Linked DNA regions of Mus musculus: regions 1 and 3 are each linked to region 2. A link is a contact called in public HiChIP or PLAC-seq and Micro-C data. All regions are on one chromosome and are shown on one strand. The core of a region is the stretch at or near the end of the contact, and the rest is flanking DNA. Distances in the headings are between cores, read along the strand shown. Region 1 overlaps Kit (KIT proto-oncogene receptor tyrosine kinase). Region 2 has its middle 180 kb from the start of Gm24502. Region 3 has its middle 70 kb from the start of Gm32558.

Region 1 (3,255 bases), core at 687-3,186, 270 kb before region 2:
GGGTCTTTCATTTCAGCCTGTCTTTTAGCTTGGTAGTTACCTGGGAATGTCACTAGAAGAGCCACTGTGACCTCACTCTTGGCCACACCTTCCTCCCCGGAACACTTTCATCCCGTGCCATCCCTCTCTTCCCGTCTCTATCCTTTCCCTAGCTGCTCCATGCTCTCTCTGACCCCTTCTCATGTCCTGATCCTCTGTGAGTCACATACACATACACAGTACGTGGGTCTCACATACACAGTCATATGCCTTACCAGGCACAGTAACAGTGAGGGAGTCACACTCCTGGCTCCCCCATTTTCTGATAAAACCACTATCCTTCTATTTTCTAGAAGCGCATCCTACATCTTAAAGCTTTTAAATGAACTCACTGCATATAAAAGAATATTCATGGAGGCTCATTTAGACAGGTTTGCGCTTTCAAGCTTAGAAATTAGAACAGGAATTCCAAAGAGACAGAAGTTGGAACGTGAAGAAACGAAATTTTCCCCTGCTTTCGGTTACCACACTTCAAAATGACACTCTGAATTCTAACTAGGACTAGGAAATGTTCAAGGCTTTAAAAAAAAAAAAAAAAAAAAAAAAAAAGGATGCCGTGCTCCTCTCATGAGACTCCATGCCACTTACATTCTTGGAGGCGAGGAACGCCATGCCCTTGGCCACCTGGTAGGAGAAGCTCAGCAAATCATCCAGGTCCAGAGCCAGCTCGTCATCTTCCATGATGGCAGGAGTCACGTCTCTTTCTATGTACGAGTCTATTAGGAAGATAGCAAGGAAAAAAAAACAAAAAACAAAAAAAAAAACAAAACAAGAACCAAAAAACCCTTAGTGGTAAGGAGAGGAGAAGCAGCCTTAGTATCAAAGCTAGCAGTGGATAAGCAGTGTCGACTCCCAGGCCAGTCACCTCCCCAGGGAGGAACAATGGTAGACACAAAGCCAATAGCTATCTGATCATCCCCAGCTGGGTTCCAGAAACCTTAGGATGATGGGGGGGGGGGGGGTCTATCTTCAAAATCTCACAACTGTAACAGTGAGATAGTAGATATAAAAACATGTGCTTTTGCTTGTGTACTGTTAACTGCCACCGGCCAATTTCCTTTGCCACCGGTAGCTCCTTCCAGGGAATGCTGTACTCGCTTCAGTTAGTGGGAAAGAGGCACAATCCCTGCCCCATGTTTCTTCAGACTCAGCCCCTGACCCCTAAGCCCTCTCCCTGAGACAAGAGAAAAAAAAAAAAAAAAAGGAACAAGATTTGATTACAACCCCAGCGTGTTAAGCTGCTCTGGCTAGTTGGTGGGTACCCACCTATTCTTGCGGATCTCCTCTTGTCTGTCTTGGTTGGCACCACGTAGGAAACGCCAGGCTTCATGTCCATATATTCATTTGAACTGTCACTGCAGGAGAGATGCGAGACCCGTGTCAGAACTGAAGGGACTGGACTTGTGAGGCAGGTGGGGGCCATGGCACTGCCAGGCCAGGTTCCCGTTCTCACCCACTTCACCGTGCAGCACTGACTCCAGGGCAAGAAAAGCAATGCAAGCCTTGAATAAAGTTTCAAAATCAGGTTCTGTGGGATACATATATTTGCCATTCAACGCTAAGGTCCAATTCTCAGGGAATTAAATGTCTTGGGGGGGGGGGAATCCAGTTAGAATTCAATGGGGAAAAACAGAGCTAAAAAATGTTACCTCAGGTTACTTCAGACTCTAAATTAGCCCCTACTCAGACAAATGGAAAGTCAACAGGCACTTCGAAGACATTTGAGGGGGGAGATGGTGAACACAGCCACGAAGGGAAGAAGGTTTGAAAAAACCCAAGTTTGGTTCAGATAAACACCAATAATTTGGATGATTTTCTAGACCATCTGGACCTCTTGAATCTGCAACATTTGGCTGGAGACTCTTCAAGATTTCTAGTACTTCCTGCCTCTGATTAGCATAGAAACACCATGACAACAACCTCCTTCAGAGCGTGCTGGTGGCTCCAAACCCATATGGGATCCCAAAGCGCAAAGAACATCACACAGGATGGACCGATTCAGGCCATTATTTCAGAAAGTTTAAAAAACAAAAAACAAAAAAACCACCACAGGGCCCAGTCTCCAGACAAGGCAAAGAGGCTCTTGCCTCCGTATGAGGAGTCTATGTCCAAGAACAACTAACAAAAGGTGGGTTTTGGTGGCATTTTAGTACCATGTTAAACAACTCAAAATTACAGGACTGAAATGAAAGCATGAGGCTTCTCTTGGGACTTTAAGCTTTAGTGGTGGCAAAGGCTACACTGGGCGATGGTAATCGCCCATTAACTGAGGTCTCCTTGGAAGCCTGGATTTAAGGCCTCCAAAGACAAAATCCTGCCATTTAAAGACAGTTGGTATGGCATTTCATGATATTAGTTTCTGGTGCTGGGATTTGAACCCGGGGCTTAGAGTAAACATGAAACAGAGGTAAGATCCGCTCCACAATGGAAGCAGTATAAAATACGAGGGGGCAATTATGATATCCACTGGGCCTGAAGGGTCTCAAGCACATTGGGGAAGAAAGGATGGACAAGCCACAGCCATGACTTCTACTCTGGTTGTGCATCAAACTAGGTTTCCTCCAAGGCTCTTGAACCTGCATATACATCCATCATCCTTTGCATCATCGTCCATGAGAATAATGTCGATGAGGTCCAGAATTCAAACAACGTTCTTTGATAGTGATGTGACTATAATGCAGTAAAATGATGGGGCATGGGATGGGACCAGGGGCGGGGAGAGACTCGGATGCCAAAACAATGCTGATAACTAGTAGTCTACATATGCTGGGTGGTCTTGGCCAGTCTGCGCAGTCTCCAGGACTTAACCACCATAGGACAGCCTTTCTCCTCTTCCCTACAAGTAGTGACACATCCAATCCCACAGGACTAAGGCTGAAGGAAGGACAGAGACACACATTTAAGAGAAATCAGTGACAAATCTCAATTTGAATCTTCAAGGGTACTACTATCTGAACTTCCGGAATAGTTAATCACGCTTAAACAATTTAATAATTCTGATTTCACACCTAGGAGCACCTCTGCTCATTTTTTAAAAGAATCAGCCTTGATTGCAAACCCTTATGACCCCATGAACTGCCTGTCAACAGCTGACTGTTTATGCAAATCAGCCTTACCAGGAAGGCTCCGTTGAGTGCAGAAGGTTCTTATAAAGTGCCGCTTCTGCCTGCTCTTCTTGCTTTGAGAAAATAAACGAGTCACGCTTCCTTCTCAAAA
Region 2 (3,252 bases), core at 490-2,989:
ACCATGGTAACAACTGAGGTCCAGTCACTTTCCTGAAGACTATATATATATTCTTTACTATATTATAGAGTAGAGTTTATTCAGGGGCATGGGGAGGGGAGTTGAGAGAAAGGCAGAGAGGGGCGGGGGCGTGTAGAGGAGAAGCTCCTGGTCATGAGCACTTTGGGGGAAGGGGGATGGGGAGAGAGAGGGAGCAGGAACAAGAGGAGAGAGCAAGAGCAAGAGAGAGAGAGAGAGAGAGAGAGAGAGAGAGTCAAGCAGCCCCTTTTATAGTGAGTCAGGCACACCCGGTTGTTGCCAGGTAACTGTGGGGCCCGGAGCCTAGACTAAATGTCAACATGTGGATGTCACATTTCCCATAGTACCAGGCACTCACCCACACTTAGCATTGACCTGGCAGACCTCTTAAGCTGCCTCACAACTAAGTCTACACACTTCCTCTGGCCTTTTGTCTCATGATTTCCTGTGTACTGGCTGTAAGACTATCATAGACACCATGGGGGAAGAAATAAGGTCTTTTTTTCCCCAGTTTGACCAAACTATAAAGAAAACCCTGTTCTTTTACTGTCTTAGTTAGGGGTTTTGCCACTGTGAACAGACACTATGACCAAGGCAACTCTCAGAAGGACAACATTTCATTGGGGCTGGCTTACAGGTTCAGAGGTTCAGTCCATTATCATTAAGGGAGGAACATGGCAGCATCCAGGCAGGCATGGTGCAGGCAGAGCTGAGAGGTCTGCATCTTCATCTGAAGGCTGCTAGCAGAATACTGGCTTCCAGGCAGCTAGGATGAGGGTCTTAAAGCCCACACTCACAGTGACACACCTACTCTTACAGGGCCACACCTTCTACTAGTGCCACTGGCTGGGCCAAACATACACAAATCATCACAGTAACCAAGTTTTGCTTCTTAGTTTATTTGAGGACAGGAAGAAAACCAAGTCCGTGGGTGAAGGAGAGTGACTAGTGCCTCCCCAGGATCTGGTGGACGTTCACCTCCAAAGCCATTTTTCTCCCCGCTCCTCACTATGGCTCACCCTGTCTGTGTCCAACTTTCTGGCTTCATGAGTATTTTCCTATTTTTAGATCCTTTCATCAAGTCGAGATTGCCGCTTGGTATGCAGGAATGTTGAGAGATGTTTCATTTCCATCCTCAAGGCTAAATTGCCATTTCTGTCATGAACTCTGATCTGCCCCAAGAAGCAGGCAGAGGGGGGGGCTCAGTTGTTTGTGGGGCTTTCCAGAGCTCCGTATCAGCTGGCAAAGCCCATCAAAGAGAAAGGGAGACTCCGGATCCTACTATGAGTAAATATTATTCACAATGACTGTTTACCAACAGTTTCACATGCCTGTGCTGCTGCCTCATAAGCTGTTTTCAAGGCAGTGTTTATGCAAAGGATTAGGAAAAGGGCAAAAGTCTCCAGGGAGAGGGATCACTAAAGCAATGGCTCTCGGGCATTAAACCGTCAACAACATTAAACCTTTGCTCCACCCTGGAGCCCCGCTTCCCAGCCAACGTTAGACCCCCACGTGTGCTGGCAAAGAGAAAGTCAACAATAAAATCACACATGTCACATCTACCGTACTGTGGACATGCCTAGTGCTGCTTGGGTGTGTCGAGCTCAGCCTGCTGGAAATCCTTATGGTAAACACGCCACCCAGTCCCTCTTTTGTTCTGTAGCTGATGGCAGGGTACAGAACAGCGCGTCTGAACGCAATGATAACAACGCCAGCAAGGGCCCCAACTGTTTGTTAACTGTGTAATGATTAACCAGGGCCAGGGCCCCAGCCTTTGGGCTGTCACTCAGGGAAGTCTATTTAGTAAACAGTCAACCACCAATATCTTAAACAGGTTGAACAGATGGCTCCAGGGTTCAGGCCAACTGTATTTTCTTCAATTCCACACAGCTTGGAGGGAAATGAAGGCCATAAAATCCAAGAAAAGACCAAACAGAAGCACCATCACTACCACCCTCCAGTGTGCAGATCTCTCATCCCTAGGAGGATGAAGTCTGATGGGAGGAGAAGAACAGCCTCTGAGGGGTGGAAATGAAAGCTCTACACAGGAGAGTTTTCTATACAAAGAGTGAGTTGCTGAGCTCTGTCAGAGACTCTGAAAGCTAGGAGGTAAGACTACCAGTGACAAGGTTTTGATGAAACATCCCAAGACTTAAGTCACAGATGCAATGCTGACTCACCACAGAGTTTCTCCATAGCATCTTAGATGTTATAAGTAAGAAAGCATGGTAGACTCTAAGGAGTATCGCAGCTTCAGTGTAACTATGAATGTTGCTCAGCTTCAGCGTAACTATGAATGTTGGTGCTTAATTCAGAACATGTCTACTCAACCATCCTTGCCCTGCCCTGTTCTGCCCTTCCCAGAGTTCTCCTCTGTGCTAGCTTTCTGTTACTGTTACAAATTATTCAAGGTAACCCAACCGAAAGGATTCAGAAAGGTTTGTTTCCAGTCAGTTTTGTACATGACAGAGGAGGTGCTGAACCTTTGATAACTAGGAAAGCAGGGACCCAAGACTCAAAGTCCCTTTCAAGTAAAAATCTATAATGACCCCACCCCCTAAAGATTCCATCTCCTCCTTATAGTGCATGGTCTGGGGACCAAATTTGTCACACAGGACCTTTGATTGACACTTATCCAAACCATAGTGCCCCATTTCTGCATTTGTGCAATGGGAACATAAGGCCTGACTTTGTATATATCTCAACGATTCTGCTGAGATAAATTGATACTGTCTAGGCAAAAGGGCATTACAAATTCAAGCTTTGGGGCTGCAGCCTATTATACTTCAAATAAATGTCATAACAAGCTCTATAGGAGAAAAATAACAGGCACAGTCTATACACTATAACCAGACACATTCTACGCAGATTAGAAGCACAAGCAAAAAAGCATTTAAAAATATGTAAGAAATATTATAAAACCCTACAATCCATTCCTATGGGGGAGGGGGAGGACAGACAGCCTACTGTCCACTGGAGTGAGGGGAGAAATGCAATCCTCAAGACAAACACAGAAGCCCTCTCCCCCAACACACACACACACACACACACACACACACACACACACACACACACACACAGAGAGAAAGTTTCCAGCATAAAGAGGGGTCTGGATTAAGAGCCTAATTGGCTTAGTTGAGATATTTACATAGCCCATGGGGCATGATACCAGAAGGGATGCAAGTATGCTCTTTTTGTCCAAGATGAACCTACAAAAGAAAATAGTCCTAAATC
Region 3 (3,036 bases), core at 337-2,836, 370 kb before region 2:
TGTTAGCAAAACTTGCAGCAATGTCATTTTAGTAGCAAGCAGACAAAAGGAACGACCTGTTTCTAGGAGTTCTAAGTTAACCAAGTTCTGTAGAACAAAGACTCTGGAATAAATTCTAAAATATATAGCTTTAAGTCCTTTTGTTTAAGAAAAAAAAAAAACACTGTATGCTTGAACTGGGATCTCATTAATCTTTCTTCATATCAAGGGATCAAAGTATCTAGAGACAGCTTTTGCACCCCCTGTCTCCATCCAAGTGTCATGTCCATCAGACTGAATATGTAGGCTGACAGCCTGCCAGCATCCGCACACCTTTGCCACACACAACATGGTTGTCTTGTTGCTCTGTGAGATCTAGTGATGTCGCTCAGTGGTAGGAAACTTACCTGCCATGTGCTAGCTAGTACCTGGGTTTGGTCCCTATCATCAACCCTCCCGGCAATCAAATTGATAAACTCATCCAGGCACGGTGTAAATGAACTACCTGGGGTTCTGGCCAGAAGGACGTGGGTGTCTACAAAGAGCCATCTTTTGTGTTATGAAAGGGAGGGAGGCCTTGAGACAGATAAACCATCCTTCCTCTGGCTCACCCTTCCAACCCCCACCCCATGCACCCCCACCCCCTGAGAGTCCGCTGGGAAAAGCAGGAAGAGCTAAAGGGTATATCCCAAAATAACCGAGGAGCGCTCCAGGCTTCACTCCCTAGCTCTCTTCCCTGCAGAGCTGCTGTTCCCTTAGGCAAAGTTGGCTAGGGTTTGGGCGGTGCAGGTAGGAGAAAACATTTCTGGAACAGCACTCCTTGGGCTGAAATTGTGCAAGGTGAGCACGGTTTCCGGGAGTGGAGGTGGGAATTTGGCAGCTGTGGCAGACAGGATAGGGAACACAGAGGTGAGGTGCAGAGACCCGAGGGGGTTGCTGGGACTACTCCTGCGTTCTGACTTTACATCCCTTCAGACAGTCAGGATTTCTGTCTCCTTTAAAATTGCCTTTCTCCCATCATCTCCCAGACACACGGGATATACTATTCAACTTTTAAAAACTGAAATGAATGACTCCTGGTTTTTTGAAATTATAGATGTCATTAAGTCTTCACAATAAGAAGGTTGTATAATGCAAAACCTGAAGATAAAATGGCCCATACTCACCAGGCAAAGGTTGCCTGGTTATGTTTTAGGTGCATACTTTCAGCCGTGTGTGTGTGTGTGTGTGTGTGTGTGTGTGTGTGTGTGTGTGCATGTACACTCACTCACTCAAGTGGATGCTCTCAATTCAGGAGGGCAGAATGAAACAAAGTTTTCACCTAAGCTACAGCCACTGGTTATGATGTTCAGCAAAACCCAGGGCTCACCAGGGACCTTGCCTGCTGCCCCCCCTCCTCCGCTCCCCCCCCCCCCCAGGCAGCTAAGCAGGCCGTTATATTTCTAATTTACAGTTTGGCTACAGCAGGCAGCTCGGTGATAAGCGCTGCTTGTTTATTTGTCTTTGATGGATGCCAGGTGGACTGTGGTCAGACAATCTTACTTCAGCAGCCCCAGCCCTTTGAATCTACCAAATCCAACAAGAAGCCATTCCCGGAGCAAATTGAAGGTCACACAATGGGCACCCACAACAAAAGGGCAGCCACAATGGTGGCTGCACCAGGAAGAGGAACAACAGAGGGAGAGAAAAGGGGAAGAAAAGCCTGAGAAGGCTCAAGGAGAGGCAGCCAGCAAGGTGGCAAGGCAGGCTGGGCAGCAATCCTGTTTGTGTTAAAGGTTTGCTCGGCAGAAACCCAGCTTTTGTGGATCTTTGAATGACACAACCTGTGTGGCTTCCAGGAATGATCTTAGGTGTTTTGCTCAGTTTGGGCTTTTGTTTTTTTCCTTCTTCTTCCTCTCTGAGAGCTGTTGTCAGCTTGCAAGACAGCATCCTCCTCTAGGACACTTTGGTGCAGGCTGCAAAATTAAAAGCTAGGAGTAACCACGCAGGAGAGTGCACAGGTGGAAAAGCTCGTGAATTCACAGCCTCCGAAAGCTGCAGGCCAGATGTTGCACACCATGGGTTGGCTCCTGAGGTCCCGGGAGCTGAGGGATACAGCACGAGCTTGAGAAGATTGACATTCTGTTCCCAGAAGCCCAAGGCTCTTGGGCCCCCTGTGTTACCTGGAAAATTTTTACAGTCTGAGCTGTGCCATCCATCAGAGATGGCCCCAGCTTGGTCATTTTTCTCTCAGTCTTTGCAGTACTGTAGACTAGAATATAATGAACATATGGTCAGAATTTAAAGAGTTAATGATTTCAGACCTGAAAAGAACCAGGTCTCCATCTTCCACTCAGGGGAAGGGTGCTGGGGTAAGAGGGCGATAGAGCCGGTCCTAATGATGTTCCCCTAAGAATCTATAAAGGCACAGATGCATTCTGGGCCACCAGCAGGGACAGAAACCCTTAACCTATTTTTCTAGAGAACTAACGATAGGCTCAGGGATCCACACGAGGCTTCAGTTGCCAGCTCAGTTCCAACTACAGTATTCGAGAGTCAGGCAGAGTCTGCAAACTGCCCGCCCGGGACTGATGCTCACTTCCTGAGTACACAAACGCACGTTGGTAGATGCTGGGGTCATTCAGAATCCATCAGCTGATTGAGAAAAGTCGTAGGTGAGTCCTGCCTGTGAGCATACTGTATAAGCACAGGTCAATTGTGCTCATGTAATAACATGTACTGAGGTCCAAAATCCTGAAGCAACAATCACGGTGACTTCTACAACGGGACACACACACACATCAGTTCTCCCCCAGACTCTCCAGAATTCATGCTACTGATGCATAGAACGGCAGCCATGAGGAAACTTTAGGTTCCTGATGGTGTCCTCTGGTGATTGGCTGGCTATGATGATCTGGGGAACTGAGGGACCACTATTCCTAAGTCAGGTCAATATTTCAGGGGAAGCGTTCCCCCGATGTCCTAGGCACTGTGACCTGCACAGCAAATTGAGGGGAGCCTCATCTGGTAAGGGTGATGGGTTCCCAAAGACTTCCTGGACCTGGCTGGAGCATAGGA

Evidence for each region. Hi-C and Micro-C count contacts between places; a contact is called where the count stands out from the background. HiChIP or PLAC-seq counts read pairs in DNA pulled down with a chosen protein or histone mark.
Region 1: a contact with region 2 is called in an H3K27ac HiChIP or PLAC-seq map of extraembryonic endoderm stem cells, with 2.2 times the contacts expected there. The contact joins two enhancer-like sites. A contact is called at or near these places in 2 of 484 Hi-C or Micro-C datasets (the G1E-ER4 cell line and Sertoli cells), 2 of 115 datasets of contacts at active chromatin or transcription factors (acute myeloid leukemia and extraembryonic endoderm stem cells) and 2 of 9 other capture datasets (adipose tissue and embryonic stem cells).
Region 3: a Micro-C map of the G1E-ER4 cell line shows a contact between it and region 2. The contact joins two enhancer-like sites. A contact is called at or near these places in 24 of 484 Hi-C or Micro-C datasets (ECoMG myeloid progenitors, the G1E-ER4 cell line, the HL-1 cell line and 8 more), 2 of 115 datasets of contacts at active chromatin or transcription factors (acute myeloid leukemia and embryonic stem cells) and 1 of 9 other capture datasets (embryonic stem cells).

The regions. Positions count from the first base shown.
Region 1 is chr5:75,645,887-75,649,141 of GRCm38.p6, reverse strand. Kit (KIT proto-oncogene receptor tyrosine kinase) reads right to left here. Exons shown (of 21, transcript NM_001122733.1): 14 at 3,156-3,255; 15 at 1,306-1,394; 16 at 628-755. Among named protein-coding and RNA genes, the nearest start is that of Gm32558, 28 kb to the left of the region's middle. Within about 2 kb of position 1,936, at least 10 of the 459 cell types and tissues checked have an H3K27ac peak or open chromatin away from gene starts, as enhancers often do. A contact at or near this core is called in the G1E-ER4 cell line and extraembryonic endoderm stem cells, where this site is marked.
Region 2 is chr5:75,375,943-75,379,194 of GRCm38.p6, reverse strand. No RefSeq gene overlaps it. Among named protein-coding and RNA genes, the nearest start is that of Gm24502, 180 kb to the left of the region's middle. Within about 2 kb of position 1,739, at least 71 of the 459 cell types and tissues checked have an H3K27ac peak or open chromatin away from gene starts, as enhancers often do. A contact at or near this core is called in the G1E-ER4 cell line, extraembryonic endoderm stem cells and liver, where this site is marked.
Region 3 is chr5:75,743,296-75,746,331 of GRCm38.p6, reverse strand. No RefSeq gene overlaps it. Among named protein-coding and RNA genes, the nearest start is that of Gm32558, 70 kb to the right of the region's middle. Within about 2 kb of position 1,586, at least 33 of the 459 cell types and tissues checked have an H3K27ac peak or open chromatin away from gene starts, as enhancers often do. A contact at or near this core is called in the G1E-ER4 cell line and liver, where this site is marked.